Regions from separate parts of the Mus musculus genome. Here all the other regions are linked to region 4. Evidence: chromatin contacts called from public HiChIP or PLAC-seq and promoter capture Hi-C data. All regions are on one chromosome and are shown on one strand. Each heading gives the region's core, a stretch centred on a gene start, on an enhancer-like site or on the middle of the called end of the contact. The rest is flanking DNA. Distances are from core to core; before and after follow the strand shown.

Region 1 (2,700 bases), core at 25-2,524, 1.4 Mb before region 4:
TTCTTTCTGGTCCACATCCAGGTTGGCCTGGAGCACTGGGCGATGGGATTAAAGAGCCAGGGTGCCAGGAGGAGATTGGGCGGCCGGGGTGCTGGTCCACGCGCGCTGACCCATCAAGGCGCCGGCCTCGAGTCCAGCTGGGGACGGTGGAAACCGAAAGGCACGGACAGCTGCTCTCCCCTCGGGCATCCAGGCAGAGCGCACTCAGACACCCGGGCCGCGGCTGCGCGCACGGGCCGGGACTGCGGCGCCGCGCGTGGCAGGGCTGCCGTTCTGGCAACAGCCGGCCGCCGCCGCCCACCTGCCCCTTTCGCTCTAACGACCCCGCGAGGTGGACGCGGCGGCGTGGAGCGGGACCGCCTGGACGCGGCCTCCCCCCGGGCGTAGGCTCAGGCCACTTTCTGTTCTCTACGGCTGGGGGACAGCGACCAGACAGAGGGCCCGGCGGGCGTCCACGCTGGGCCCCAAGGCCCGCCTGGCCCGGCCTGCAGCACGCGCCGCGCCGCGCCCCGCGACTGACAGCGCGTCCCCCTCCCCACCCCCACCCGCCCCGCAAGCGGGGTCCCGGATGGCAGCTGCGGAGACGGGGAGGCCCCGACCACGCGCGCGGGCCCCACCTGAAAGCGCCTCGATGGCCTTGAGGGCCCAGCCCTCGTCCGGGCAGTCCACGAACGCGTAGCCCGTCTTCACCAGGAAGGGGCCCGCCACCGGGATCTTAGCGTCCTTGAAGACACTTTCCAGGTCCGCGGGGCCGGCGTGGTCGCTGAGGTTCCCGATGTACAATTTGTTCATTGTGAAAAGGGGTCGTTTTAAAACCCGAGGAAAATGCTAAATTAAAAAAAGCACCCACGGCGGAGGATGGAGCCGGTGGATTTTGTTCCTCTCCTCTTGGCTTTCAAACCCACACAGTGACCCAAGCACGGGAGCGGCGGGCGAAAACCAGATCCCAGGGTCCTTTTTCCTCTTCTGGGTATTAAAAAAAAGAGAGAAAGAAAAAGCCTAGCGACGAGCCCAGCGTCGAGTCTTCCTAACTCTGGGGAGGAGGCGGGATTAGCGAGAGAAAGGAGGAGGCGCGGGGGGAAACTACTTTTTGTCTCTTCCTCCCCAACCCCTTTGGCAGCGGCCAGCGGGCTGTGAAAATATCACACTACGTGGGGCAGGCGCCGCCTCCCCGTAAAAAAAAAAAACCCCGAGGGGTGACTGGCAGCGGCGAGGGGAGCGGGGCGGGGGCAGCCGCTCCGAGTGTCCGGCTTTTTGAATGAGCCACGTGTTCAAACTACAAATCAACGTCTCACGTGAGGAATCCCAGCGCCTCAATTAGAGTGGGTTTCGGAGGAAAGAGAAAAAAAAAAAAAAAAAAAAAAAGCGAGAGGGGGAGGGGAAGCGAGATTGGGCGAGGAGGGACCCCGAGCTGGAGCCGGAGCCGGAGCCGGGGAGGGGGTGGAGAGCGTCCAGCCGCTGCAGCCGGCGCCAGGCGCGATGGGCACGGCGAGTTTCCAAAGGGTCCGAGCCTCGGGAGGGTCAGACGAACGATCCTTTTTCCTTAAGATGAGGAAGCGGTTAGGGGGTCCCGCGGTTGCAGTTACCGTAGTTTGTAACCATTCGATTTTTAAAAAATGGGTCACTTAACAACGAAATCTGAATGACAATCTCGAACTCAGTCGGTGGCTCTGATGACCGGGGAAAGTAGAACCCGGGGGCAGAGCGCCGCTCCCCTCGAGGGCCCCGGGGACCGAGCAAGCGGGGCGGCCCGGGCCGGCGTGGGGGAGGGGAGCCGACGTCCTGGGCGGGTGTCTACGCGACACCTCCTCCGCCTGCGCTCCGGGTGGCTCTCCGCCTCGCCGTTCATTGGCTGCTCGGCTACGAGAAGACTCTGGATAAATGAGGCCGGGGGCGGGCTGGCCGCGTGGGGGAGGGGCGCGGGGCGGAGGCTGTGGGGCTGGGGGTGGCCGAGTGGGAAAAGTCGGTACTTAAAGGGAAACCCTCGCTTCCTGTGGTTTTTCGAAGGGGGAGGGCTGGGTGTGGGGGAGGACTGATACTTTTATTTAAATAATTTTTGTTAAAGAACTTGGGACTCTAAGGGAACCCTGTTCAGCGTCAGCCTAAGGTGGCGGCCGCGCTGGGAAACTATTCCTCGGCTCTTTCCGCCTTCCTTTGACTGTGAGAGCCATTCATAATTTTCCCTGTAGGTAACGAGCACAATGGTGGTTGGGGGGTTGGGTCTGGGCCCGGTGGAGCCTTCCTGATCCTACTAAATGTGAGCCGGAGAACAGGAATAGGGAAAAAAGGGCAGTACCCCTGTCCTTGTGAAAACCTTCAACTGTGGCTTAATGGTTGTGTGCTCTACTCAAAGGCTTCAAAGATAACTTGTGATATATTTTTAACAGGCATTTTATGGAAAAGAGAAATTGCCGGGTTTGGATGACTGAAATTAAGCTCTATATAGCCTGAAAATACAGGCAGAAATCTAATGTTTTGCTACTCTCGCAAGTTGAAAAATGTGAATAGAGAAAATATGTGCTTCATACTACAAACGCCTTCAGCAATTGATAATTTGATATGGTGTTCTCTTTCAAAAAAAAAACTTAATAATACTTTATCTCTGACAGAAAAACAAGTAGCAGCTTGTTTTTAAAACGTGAAATTATTGAAAGATCTAGAGTATTTGCATTTTGTCTTTAAAAGGAACTTACAATTCTG
Region 2 (2,700 bases), core at 165-2,664, 1.5 Mb before region 4:
AGAACTCAGATTCAACTCCTAGCACCCACACCAGTTCCAAGAGATCCACCCTCTTCTTTTGACCTCTGTAAGCACTGTGCATATGTGCTGCACAGACATACATGCAAGCAAACCACCCATACACATAGACACCACCAACAATTCTGAAATAAAAATACAATGGTGGGAAAAAGGTAAATCACCAATAAGCAATAAAACAAATTTGTGCTTTAAAGAAGATGTTATAGGTTCACATCTCTAGAGATGGAAGGAGCTATTTACAGTAAGAAATTTAAAGATGGGGCATTGGATCTCTGAATTCAAGGACAACCTAGTATACAGAGCTAGTTCCAGCAGAGCCAGGGCTTCATAGAGAAACCCTGTCTCAAAGAAGAAAGAAGCAGGGTATGGTGTGGCTGAATTTTAAACATGAATGACTTGGTGAGAATTTCAGAACTGTCTCTTGAATTAGCTCTGGGAAAGGAACAGCTGAAATGACCAGAGTACAATATCACAACAGCAACAAAGTGCAATGTGAGGAGTCTCTGCTGGCCTGAGCGTGACAGAAGCTGCTGCTCTGAAGGCACGAGGGCCTGCCCAATAGAGCAATCCAAATCTGAAGTAACTGTGCTTTTCATACAGGAGATGGTGCCCCAGACAAACAGTAAGTCATGTGCGCTATTGGCAACATGTCTTCAGTGACTCATCGGCCATCTGAAGCTGGAAGAGGGCGTTTCTGAATATCACCCATCTCCCCTGGCTTCAGTTCTGTTCCCCCAGCCATCTCACTGGCCATAAATTATTTCACAAGGGAATTTTCCTCTGAGGCACAGGCAGCTCGTGGAAACATCTATCCACTTGACTGTCTGTACAGTGTGTTCTCACACGGAATCCAGCATTGAGAAGCTGTTTTCAGGATCTACCCCAGATAAGCACACCATTTCGTCTTGATGGACAGACCTAAGCAGACAGAAGAAAAGCCCCTCAACATCGTCCTTTTGACACACTCACTCCTTGGGTACAAGTTCTCCGCCCTGAACACACATGAGACCCGTTCCTACACACACTTGCTGACACACTCACTCCTTGGGTACAAGTTCTCCGCCCTGAATACACAGGAGACCTGTTCCTACACACACTCTCTGACACACTCACTCCTTGGGTTCACTGCCCTGGACACACAGGAAACCCATTCCTGCATAGACTCTTTGAGGATGAAAGACAGCCACGGGACGCAAGCTACTTCCCAGTGGATTGCTGCCAGATGCCTGTGGCAAAGCTTCCTTCGGACTCTTGGCAAGCGCTGCTCTGTGTCTTGAAATAACGAGAGCAGAGCTGTGAGGCTGAGCATTTGCGTAACTGGTGAAGTCTGCCAGTGAATAATTCCTAATCACCCGCTATCGAGAAGATACACGCAGCAGCAAACAGTGAGGTTAAGTGTATTTACTCTGCAGGCAACACAAACTCGGGCATCACAAAGGCATGGAGACGTGCCTGGCAGCCAAGAGATCAGCCACCAGGAACCTGGCAGGGTGCCATTGTTTTCCTTTGGCCTCTAAGATAGGTACTTGGGGGAGGGAGGAGTTGTTTTTAACTAGATTTGGGTCTGGAACTAAAATGAAGTTTACTCAACTCTATGACCTCAACAGAATACTAAAGCTTAAGAAAGAAAGAAAAAGGAAGTTTTCCCCCATAACCAAGTATGATGCAGTGGTTTACTTGCCTAGAAATGTTTACTGCACCCACAGTGAAAAATCTTAAGGACTACGAGATCCTACCTGGCTTTAGAAGGAGACAGGAACTTGGTCTGGTTCTTAGAGTGCCTCTGGTGACCTACAAAGAATGCTCACTCATCTTTCTTGCCCCTGTACTTTCCACCTCAAGGCCAAACTACTATCTTGGAGCCTTCAGAGAAGAGTGTAAAGAAGCTACCAGGTTTATGAAGACAAGAGCCCACAGGTTGATTCCTGCCAACCCAACTGCAAGCTGCCAACATGGCCAGCGAAGACACCGAGCATGCACGTTGCCAGCTCCAGCTCTTGGCTAGTACTCTGGCTGGCAACTCTCACTTCCCTACTGTTTGGGCATTTCTGAAAGGAGCATTTCCTGTCATTTATAAACGAGGGTCTTGCCAATTAAGTACTGAGTGAACTAGGTTCCAGGCAAGAACTAGAGACTCTCTGAAATCTTTTGAAAGATACATCACTTTGGCTGGTTGGAGAAATCAACCTCACAGGTTCTGGGAGAGAGAATACTTTGGAAGGATGAGTGAGTAGAGATCTGGAATGGAACAGGGGCAAGAAGTTTATCCACAGACAGCCCATTCCTCTCACACAGCAGAAGTAAATAAATCTACATAAAGAAGACAGACAATTCTAAAAGTCCATAAAAAGTCGTGGGGGTGGGGGTGGGGGGTGGTTTACACATCAAAATCTACTTCTCAGGGCTAGGGAGATGTGTTAGTCAATAAATGAAAGCCTGAGTTTGGAAGCCAGCACTTATGAGAAACCAGGCACAGCAGCATGCACCTATACATCTGAGCATCATCTACACAGGGGACTCCCTGGAGCTTACTGGCTGACAGCTGAGCCAGACCAATGAGACCAGATTCAGTGAAAAAAACTTTATTCCAATTTACTCCAAAAAATAAGGTGGAGGGCTACAGAGATGGCTCAGTGGCCCAAAGTACTTGTCACATAAGCATGAGGATCCGAGGCGAGG
Region 3 (2,700 bases), core at 137-2,636, 1.2 Mb before region 4:
GGTAAGCATTATGTTATCTATGTAACAAAACCTTTTCCAGTGAATGGGCAGGACAAGGCAACTTCCGGAACTACTATCTCATAACAGATCAGTGGGTTCCAAAGATAACCTTGGTGAAACACCTGAAAGTCAGTTGTCATCCATCCTCAGCAAGTGTCAGGTGAGCCTAGAAGTTCACAACTAAGATGATAACTAAGGTTGAAATGAGCAAGGTCTAATACAGCATGGAAAGGTTCCATCAATTTGCTTCCTCCAAAGATCAAGGTCAGGTACAAAGCATAGATAGGAGGTGCTAACTTAATTTGTTCTCTGTAATCCTTGGCGATTCTCTCTGAACTATTATGTTTACATGACCTGGAGCCTGTTCTGGGAGCCTCCCTCATTTCTCCACACCTGATCAACTCAGTGGATTTGACTTAGTCGGCTCAGACATACTCAAGGCCAAAGGTAAATGTGGCCCTGCTTTCCCGCTGCACCTCTGGCTCACTAGGTCAGAGTGACCCTGGGTTGGCACATGCCTCCAGCCTCCCATTCACCATCCCTGGCTGTCGGGGCAGTTCTAGCTGGGCGAACAGTCTACACCCCAGCTTTATCTTTTGCTGTGTCCCCTCCTTGGTCTGGGGGATCACCCACTCCTGGGACAGGCTTGTGTGCTTCATCTGTATTCTGTCAAGGATGTCTTCTCCTTAGGCAGATGCTCCTTAGCACACAATGCCTTTCTATCAGATTTTTCCTTAGCAACCCTAGCTCAACATAAATACTACTTCACCTAGAAGAACCTAGACAGGCCTCTTTTTCTGCTTAACCTTAAAAGAATATTTCTCCTTTAGCTTCTTTTATTTTTCAGATACTCTTTACATGTTGGTCTAAGTTACTGACATCTGCCATAGCCTTTCTTACTTTATAAAGATCTTGCTACACCAAAGGACTCAGCAAAGACACTAAAGCTTGATACTAGCCTTGAGGTCCCTTTGCTTAACTTCTCTGTGAACAGAGTTCTATCTGGGCCAGTGAACTGGGGTTCAAATATAGCCTCCCTATTCTTAGTTCCCTTAATAGTACCTTCCTCTTCTCTACGAACTTCCAGTTTTTGATATTTATGGAGACTTTGGATAGAGATAACTGTAGGCTACTTGAACCGGGTTCCTGAAAGGGAGGCTGGGGCTGCATGGGAGAAAATGGTGAGAGAAATAACGAGACCAAGACAAAGATACTGATCAAAGCCCAAAATTTACTTAAGAGTCTGAGCTTATAAAGTGGGGGGTGGGGTGGGGGGAACCCATCCCATCCCCCATCACACCAGGATCTCCTTTCATCTGGATAGAGTCAGGAGAACAGGTTCAGCATCTCAGCAGGTAGCTGCATCTTGGAGAAAATGGCAGAGGTGGCAGAACAATAGACCTATCTAGGTTGGAAGACTCCACCCTAGGTGGTCTTGTTCATAGAGGAGGAACAGGTCTGAGCCAGCCTGCTCAAGGCTGGGGGAGGCTACAATTCCTCCCTAATTATATAATAAAAATTAGCTGTACTGGGACTTAAAATTTACTTATGCTCCATGGTCCTGCCTGGGAATTATGGTGGCTGGCGGCCACGCATGTCTTAGGATTGTGGTCTTCAAATAACTTATTCTTATCCATCCTCGGGAGCATGTGCAGCTTGTTTGTGTTTATTTGCACAAACACAGCTCTGTGGTGTTGTTATGTACATATGTATATATAGACTATTAGTATATAAATTAAAGCTTGATTTTTCAACATTTTAAAACACTGGCTACAGCACACAATTTAATTATCTGTGCTGAAGCAGGAGGAAACTCAAAAGAATAAACATGTGATCCAATCACATATACTTTTCTCCCATAGAAGGGCTGTTTTTAAATACAGTAGATGTAGTCTTTATGGGATGCATGCATGCATAAATTTACAGAAAATACAAAAGCATGCATAGAAGCAATCTTTAACAACTTATCTTTTGGATAATAATTATCAGTTTTACCTAGAAAGTCTATGCAGTAGGCCAAATATCAATATTCTGCAATAACCAATTTAATTGCTGTTTGGAACAAAGAACAGATGCCTCGTCAGGTTTTTAAGACACATTTTTGTTGTTGTTGTTGTTGTTTTTCTAAAATTCCTTCATGATTTTATCTTACAATTCTTTATTAGCACCACAGCAATGTCATAATAGGATGTTAAAACTTTACTTGGAGATGAAGAAAGATGATTTTACATTAATGTTCTCTTTTGCCAAAGAATTGCTGTGGGCACACTGAGTAACAATAACTAAAATAAGCAGCTAATATTTGATTACCATTGATTAAAATTGATAACAATTAATTATAAAAGCTTCCTCTACTTTCTGCAAAGCCTTTTGTTTCTCACCAGTTAATTTGCCTCTCCGTTGATAACATCCAACAAAGGCTTAAGTCACCTTAAGGCATTAAGGTAAGGTCTTAGCCAATTAACATCTCCTGGAAGCTTTTGAAAATAATTTGAAGTAAGCAAATCATCTTTTCTTTCTTAAATTTTCTGTACCACAATCTTTCTAGGATAACTAAGACCCTAAATATTAAAAAGATATTGCCTTTGAATATTTTCTGGCTCATCAGCTACTCTCCAGAACTTTAAAGCTCATTGTGTGAGAGGAAAGAGTTGAAGTAATATATTCCATTTAAGAAACAATATACACTGAAGGATTCAA
Region 4 (2,700 bases), core at 134-2,633:
GTACATTAAAAGCCATGAGACATTTGTTTTGTAATAAATAAGGCAGTGGAATTACTCATTAGTAGCCTTTTTAAGATAAGCTATTAGGTCTGCCCTTTCTCCCTTCTTCTTAATTCCAGCGAAGATCATTTTTGTTCCAGGGATGTACTTTTTGGGATTCTCCAAATACTCCATCAGGGTATCCTCTCCCCAGGTGATGCCTAAACAGAAAGAGATGCAGAGGTTAAGTGTTTTACACACCTGGTAATTCTGCACTGGTTAACCCAAGCAACCTGTGCTGTGGCTGACAGCAGCTCCCCCCGTTACCTTTGTTCTTGTTGGCATCTGTGTAAGAGAATCCAGCAGCCTGGCCTGTCTTCCGCCCGAACAGACCGTGGAGATTTGGTCCAGTCTTATGCTTGCCTCCCTTTTCCACAGTGTGGCACTGGGCACACTTCTGAACAAAAATCTTCTTGCCTTTTTCAACATCACCCATTTTTAATTCTAAAAGGGAAAAGATCCAACAGTAAAACGTACTACGGATCCCAATGACCATTCAAACCGCTATTCTTATGTCCTCTTAACACCAGGCAGGGTGCTAACTCAGTCCACTTGCAATATTCTTCAATAGCAAATACATCACCTAGGAGACTCTCCTTTAAAGCAAGTCTGTGCTCAAGACAGGTCCATGCCAAGGGAAATGGAAACCCACAGCTCAAACCCCAGTTTCCGAAGAAGGCAAGGTCAAAAAGTCACAAATATGAAACCGGACTCATTAAAGCAAAACCACTACAACTCTTAACATTTCAGAATGCTAAACTGCTGTCAGTGCTGCCGATTAAAGTCACTTCCAAAGATAAGGGAGGCTGGGGGTGATCCTAAGTGCTTCCGCCTGCTCCGGTCTCATTAGGAGGTTAAGTCTCTTCTCTCTTGCTTTAGTCCGGCACGGGAAGGCGAGGGAGGACTGGGGAAGGAACCGTCTCACTCTCACGTTGAGATCCCAGGGGTGACTACGACTTTACAAACCCACCCTCCCAGATGCTTAATCAGGAAAAGAACTGGCCCAGTCCTGAAGGAACAGCAGCTTCTGCTCTCAGAAGGGGCGGCGGGCGAGTTCCTTCTAGAACTCCGGGCCCCGGTCCTACACCCACGCCGCCTCCAGCCGTGCCACAGTTCTGCATGGCTTTGTAGGTTAGGCCTGCCCCGGCCTCCTCGCCCCGTTCCCGGTCCGCATCCCCGTCGCGCGCTCACCGTTCCGGGCTGGTCAACACCACGAACGTTCGGACTCGAAGACAGACGTCCCGCGCTCTAGCCCAAGGACACGCCGGCCCGCGCCTATGTACCGGTGTCGGTGCAACCACACTTGTTCCGCCCGTCCGCGGCCCGACGTGCGGTAGCGCCGTCTGCTGCGCCGTGACGTAACCGCACCTCATTGGCTCCAGGACAGGTTTGTGCGCGCGCATGCGAGCTAGCATGGTAGGATGTGCCCAGAGGGCGCCCTTCCTTCAGAGGCCTCGTTTGCCCGACACTTACGACAGGCCTTAGGACGTAAGGCGTGGACGTGCGTGACGTCACCCTCTGGCCTGCGAGATGGCGAGGGCAAGTAGCGGGGCCGATGCTCCCTTGGGATCCGGGTGTGGCTCGGCTCAGGTAACGCCCGGCCCTAGGACTCCTTCGGCCTCCGCCCACGGGGAGTGCTGAGACTGCCGGCCGGTGTGCTGGCGACCTTTACCCAGGCTTGGTCAAGGCTTCCTGGCTGGCGCAACTGCACTGGCCTCGCAGTGGACGCCTGCTGGTGACCTTTACTCTGTTAAACCATCTTCCTGCTCTCCCAGTGAGAGCCTCAAAGCTGGGGAAGGTACGCACAAGTGGCAGACAGGATCACATCTTACCCAGAGTCCCTGTTTTCTTCCCCTAGTGTTTGTAGAAAACGAGGAGGGTGTGCAGGCAAGCTTTAAGGGAGAAGCAGGATTCGCCTGAGTAGAGGATTCCCGGGAATCCGCTAGACTTGGCATCCCTTCTGACCATATTGGAAATGGAAGTCTCCTTAGCATACTTTCCTGGTGTACTTCAAAACGAACTCACAGACACTTTAAATTCTGCCACTGGACGTTTTCTTCATTACTCCCCTCTCCCAAATTCAGATGAATGTCGGTCCATTCCCTATGTTCTGTCTAGCCTTGACATAGTTTATCGTGTGTTTATAGATGCCTGGTGTGTGCCGGGCCCTTCTCAGTATGAACTCACATATTCTGGTTGAGCTTGTTTATATTCTACCACTTTTCCTTCCGCCATCAGATTAACATGAGATGTTAGAAGGCTGGTCTAAAGTCTCAATAGATCTCTTTCCAGCCACTGGTCCTATCTGCTCAAAGATGTCAGTTTGTGTGAGTATAGTTGTTAGGTATTCCCAGGGATAGTTGATTCCAGAACAATCCCCAGAACCCATACAGAATTCCATGGGTGTTTAAGTCCTTCACATGAAATGATGTAATATTTGTATATAATCTACACAATCTCCCCAATATTTAAATAATTTCTAGATTATAACTTATACTGCCAAATGCAGTGCTGTATGGTGTCACTTAGGGAAAATGACAAAAACGCTAGTCATTCTGTATTGGTGAGAATATTGTAAGCCTAACTACATAGTATGTGATGTGATCTGCTGATTTCTGAAGACATGGATATGGGAACCATAGATAAGGAGGTCTGATGTAT
Region 5 (2,700 bases), core at 163-2,662, 1.6 Mb after region 4:
CAGGAGATGAGTAGGGCACATAAGTGAGAGAAACTGATCCAGGTCTCTAGATTATATGGAGGAGGGAATGGGTGTGGAAGCACCAGGGAGAGGGTGGGGATGGGGGTGTGGGCTGTGAGTTTGTGCTTTCCCAGGCGGGCCGGCAGGGGCCGAGGCAGTGTTGGAAGATCGCATCTTGGTGTTGGGAAGTTTGTGGTCTTTCTTCCACTTCATTCTCCGGTTCTGAAACCAGATCTTGACCTGGCGCTCCGACAAGCAGAGCGTGTGGGCGATCTCGATGCGGCGCCGCCGGGTCAGGTAGCGGTTAAAGTGGAATTCCTTCTCCAGTTCCAAGACTTGCTGCCGGGTATAGGCGGTTCGAGAGCGCTTAGGTTCGCCTCCGTTATAACTGGAGTTGACTGAACACCAGAACCCCGAAAGAGAAGGCCAAAGAGGAAGAAGTAGAAGAGGAGGAGGGGAGGAGAGAGGAGATAGGGTGGGGAAGAGCAATCGGACATCATCATTATATAATAACCTGACACCAAGTTCACACAAGATACATAAAAAGGCAAAGAAAATGTTTCACAGGCTATTGACAACGGGAAACACCCGAGAGCCATAAAGAATGGTGCTGGGCTTTGGGGCTGAAGAAAAGCTTCAAAGACACATGGCCGGGAGCCTCTGCCAGGGCAATTAAATTTATGGGGGCTATAATTACTGCCCTAACAGTTTGGCGTCTCGTAAATCTCAGGATAAAGGGACCCTGGGTACAAAAGGGTTCTCACGTTAGGACCAGGCTGCGGGCGGCGCGCACACACCCACAGCCAAAGCGCCGGCCAGATGGGGGTCCCCTCCCGCGCCCTGCCCCGCGCCCCCACGCCCGCTGCCCTCCCGGCGGCGCCACATACCGGCGCTCACGTGGATCTTCTTCATCCAGGGGTACACCACCGGCTCCTTGCCCTTCGGGCCCGCCGGGCCCTGGTCCGCCAGCAGCAGCGGGCACGCGGGGGCGCTGCCCCCCGTCGCGACAGCCGGGGTGGTGGGGCCGGGAGCGCAGTGCCGAGGGGGCGCGGGGGGCTGCGGGGCCGGGCTGGGGTGCGCGCCGGGGGCCGGGGACTGCTCGGGTCGCGCGGGGCTGGCCCCGCGGCAGGCGTAGGGACAGGCGGCGGCGGGCGCGGGGTACAGGCCCCCGGGGTAGCTGGGCTCGCGCGCCCGCGGCGCGTAGTAAGCGGGGGGCTGGCGGGCCGCGTGCGGGTTCGGGGCCGGCAGGTGCGGGGCGCTCTGGGGCCGCGGGTAGCCGGGACCCCCGCCCACGGCGCCGTCCCCACCGCCCGGGCCACCGTGCGGGGCGAACTCCTCGAAAGGAGGGAACTTGGGCTCGATGTAGTTGGAGTTTATCAAAAACGAGCTCATGGTCATTAATTTGTGAAGTGCAAAAATACTAATTTTTCTCGCGGTGTCGTTTTTCTGCGCTCGCCGAGGCCCCTCCCCCTCTCGCCGCGCTTCCCATCCCCCCCCCCCCCCCCCCCCGGCCCCGGCGCCCGCCCCTCCCCCCGCTGTCAAACGACTGCCCCTCCCCCTCCCGCCGTCGCCGCCGCCGAAGTCCGCGCCGCTCCTCCCCCGCCCGCGCGCGCTCCCCGTGGCCCTGCGCGCCCCGCCCCCGCGCCCCACGTGCTGCGATCCGGCCAATGGGAAATCCGCGCGCGCGGACCCGGATCAGGAAACGCGCGGGGGATGCGTGATGGATGCTGCTAGCCTTCAGGGTGGGAGAAGCGAGCTTGGGTTCCTCGGGCCCCCCAACTTGGGTTCCGGCTGAGAAGTTGGGGCCTGTTAGACTGCGGGTCCTTTCGAGCCCTGTTCCTGCCCACGTCTGTCCTAGGCCTCTGGGCAGCTGGTCGCCACGACTCAGCGCCGATCTCCAGTCCAACCAGGCTTCGGGTGGTCCTCCGAGGGTTCGAGGCCCTCCAGGAGAGGGAAGGGCACTGGGACCAAGAGGCAGACCCTGGCTTTTTATCCTAGCTCTGGAATAAAACGAAGGAGGCCTACGGACCCATTTTTCTCGCCCTTTGATTCTTTGTCCACGCCCTACACATCCACCCGGCTGTTAGGGAGTCCCTGCTTTGCGAAGCCAGGGCTGGAGCTGCACAGGGAGGATGGGTAGAAGGGCCGCTGAACAAGCGGGTCAAGGAAGTACAGCAAGCGAGGGCGATCCACTAAAACCTCGTGGATACTTATTTTTACTTTTTTTCTTTCAGACGCAGAATTTGTACATTATTTTTTCATTTAAAGACTTGGAACCTTCCTATATTGCAGTTGATGGAGGTGCTGAGGAGAGCTAAATGTGCCTCCTTTATTAGGCGCTATTGTGAGACCTCCACCCCAGAGTGGGAAGAGAGACGACGCCTGCACAAAACCCGGCTTCGAATCCAGTAACTTCGCGTTTCAGAACAATCACCAAACAAAAACAAGTTTGAGATACAATAAGACCCTGCCTGGTCTAATTGTCAATCGGTCTTTTCTAACTTTTCCCTCCCTTCTCCTTTTGGATGCTGTTTCCTCGTGCAGGATCTAAACCAAGGGCTATATTTACAGACCAGCCCGCGATTGCTGAAAAATTAGCATTTTAACGATATCAGTAGCTCTGGAAAGGAGAGAGAAGGGACTGTTGCCTGCCATTTGGTAATTGAAATTTGATGGGTAAACTAATTATGCCATTATTAT

The links. Promoter capture Hi-C pulls out the DNA fragments that hold promoters and counts their contacts. HiChIP or PLAC-seq counts read pairs in DNA pulled down with a chosen protein or histone mark. Capture Hi-C pulls out chosen DNA fragments and counts their contacts.
Region 1: a promoter capture Hi-C map of pre-B cells shows a contact between it and region 4, with 7 times the contacts expected there. The contact joins the promoter of Igf2bp3 here to the promoter of Cycs in region 4. A contact is called at or near these places in 15 of 39 promoter capture datasets (the 3T3-L1 cell line, 3T3-L1-derived adipocytes, the C10 cell line and 10 more), 1 of 484 Hi-C or Micro-C datasets (erythroblasts), 6 of 115 datasets of contacts at active chromatin or transcription factors (astrocytes, epiblast stem cells, extraembryonic endoderm stem cells and 3 more) and 2 of 9 other capture datasets (adipose tissue and liver).
Region 2: an H3K27ac HiChIP or PLAC-seq map of the NIH/3T3 cell line shows a contact between it and region 4, with 6 times the contacts expected there. The contact joins the enhancer-like site here to the promoter of Cycs in region 4. A contact is called at or near these places in 7 of 39 promoter capture datasets (the 3T3-L1 cell line, 3T3-L1-derived adipocytes, the C10 cell line and 3 more) and 1 of 115 datasets of contacts at active chromatin or transcription factors (the NIH/3T3 cell line).
Region 3: a contact with region 4 is called in an H3K27ac HiChIP or PLAC-seq map of embryonic stem cells, with 4 times the contacts expected there. The contact joins the enhancer-like site here to the promoter of Cycs in region 4. A contact is called at or near these places in 4 of 39 promoter capture datasets (the 3T3-L1 cell line, cranial neural crest, hippocampal neurons and 1 more), 2 of 115 datasets of contacts at active chromatin or transcription factors (embryonic stem cells and stem cell-derived neural progenitor cells) and 1 of 9 other capture datasets (embryonic stem cells).
Region 5: a contact with region 4 is called in a promoter capture Hi-C map of liver, with 2.3 times the contacts expected there. The contact joins the promoter of Hoxa4 here to the promoter of Cycs in region 4. A contact is called at or near these places in 7 of 39 promoter capture datasets (the 3T3-L1 cell line, 3T3-L1-derived adipocytes, hippocampal neurons and 2 more) and 1 of 9 other capture datasets (liver).

The regions. Positions count from the first base shown.
Region 1 is chr6:49,213,680-49,216,379 of GRCm38.p6, forward strand. Igf2bp3 (insulin-like growth factor 2 mRNA binding protein 3) reads right to left here and starts at 1,275. Exons shown (of 15, transcript NM_023670.3): 1 at 618-1,275. The coding sequence starts at 792.
Region 2 is chr6:49,095,902-49,098,601 of GRCm38.p6, forward strand. All of the region lies in intron 10 of Igf2bp3 (insulin-like growth factor 2 mRNA binding protein 3), which reads right to left. It also overlaps a transcript of Malsu1 not described here. Among named protein-coding and RNA genes, the nearest start is that of Malsu1, 23 kb to the left of the region's middle. Within about 2 kb of position 1,415, at least 177 of the 459 cell types and tissues checked have an H3K27ac peak or open chromatin away from gene starts, as enhancers often do. A contact at or near this core is called in 3T3-L1-derived adipocytes and the NIH/3T3 cell line, where this site is marked.
Region 3 is chr6:49,411,840-49,414,539 of GRCm38.p6, forward strand. The region is part of intron 6 of Stk31 (serine threonine kinase 31); the gene reads left to right. Among named protein-coding and RNA genes, the nearest start is that of Stk31, 18 kb to the left of the region's middle. Within about 2 kb of position 1,387, at least 8 of the 459 cell types and tissues checked have an H3K27ac peak or open chromatin away from gene starts, as enhancers often do. A contact at or near this core is called in embryonic stem cells and stem cell-derived epiblast-like cells, where this site is marked.
Region 4 is chr6:50,565,186-50,567,885 of GRCm38.p6, forward strand. It overlaps Cycs (cytochrome c, somatic), which reads right to left and starts at 1,384. Exons shown (of 3, transcript NM_007808.5): 1 at 1,231-1,384; 2 at 307-483; 3 at 1-200. The coding sequence starts at 475. The coding sequence ends at 52. It overlaps 5430402O13Rik (RIKEN cDNA 5430402O13 gene), which reads left to right and starts at 1,458. Exons shown (of 3, transcript NR_027892.1): 1 at 1,458-1,837.
Region 5 is chr6:52,190,291-52,192,990 of GRCm38.p6, forward strand. It overlaps Hoxa4 (homeobox A4), which reads right to left and starts at 1,413. Exons shown (of 2, transcript NM_008265.4): 1 at 888-1,413; 2 at 1-398. The coding sequence starts at 1,398. The coding sequence ends at 52. The region is part of intron 2 of Hoxa3 (homeobox A3); the gene reads right to left. LOC115490409 (a long non-coding RNA gene) reads left to right here. Exons shown (of 2, transcript NR_168044.1): 2 at 2,235-2,700.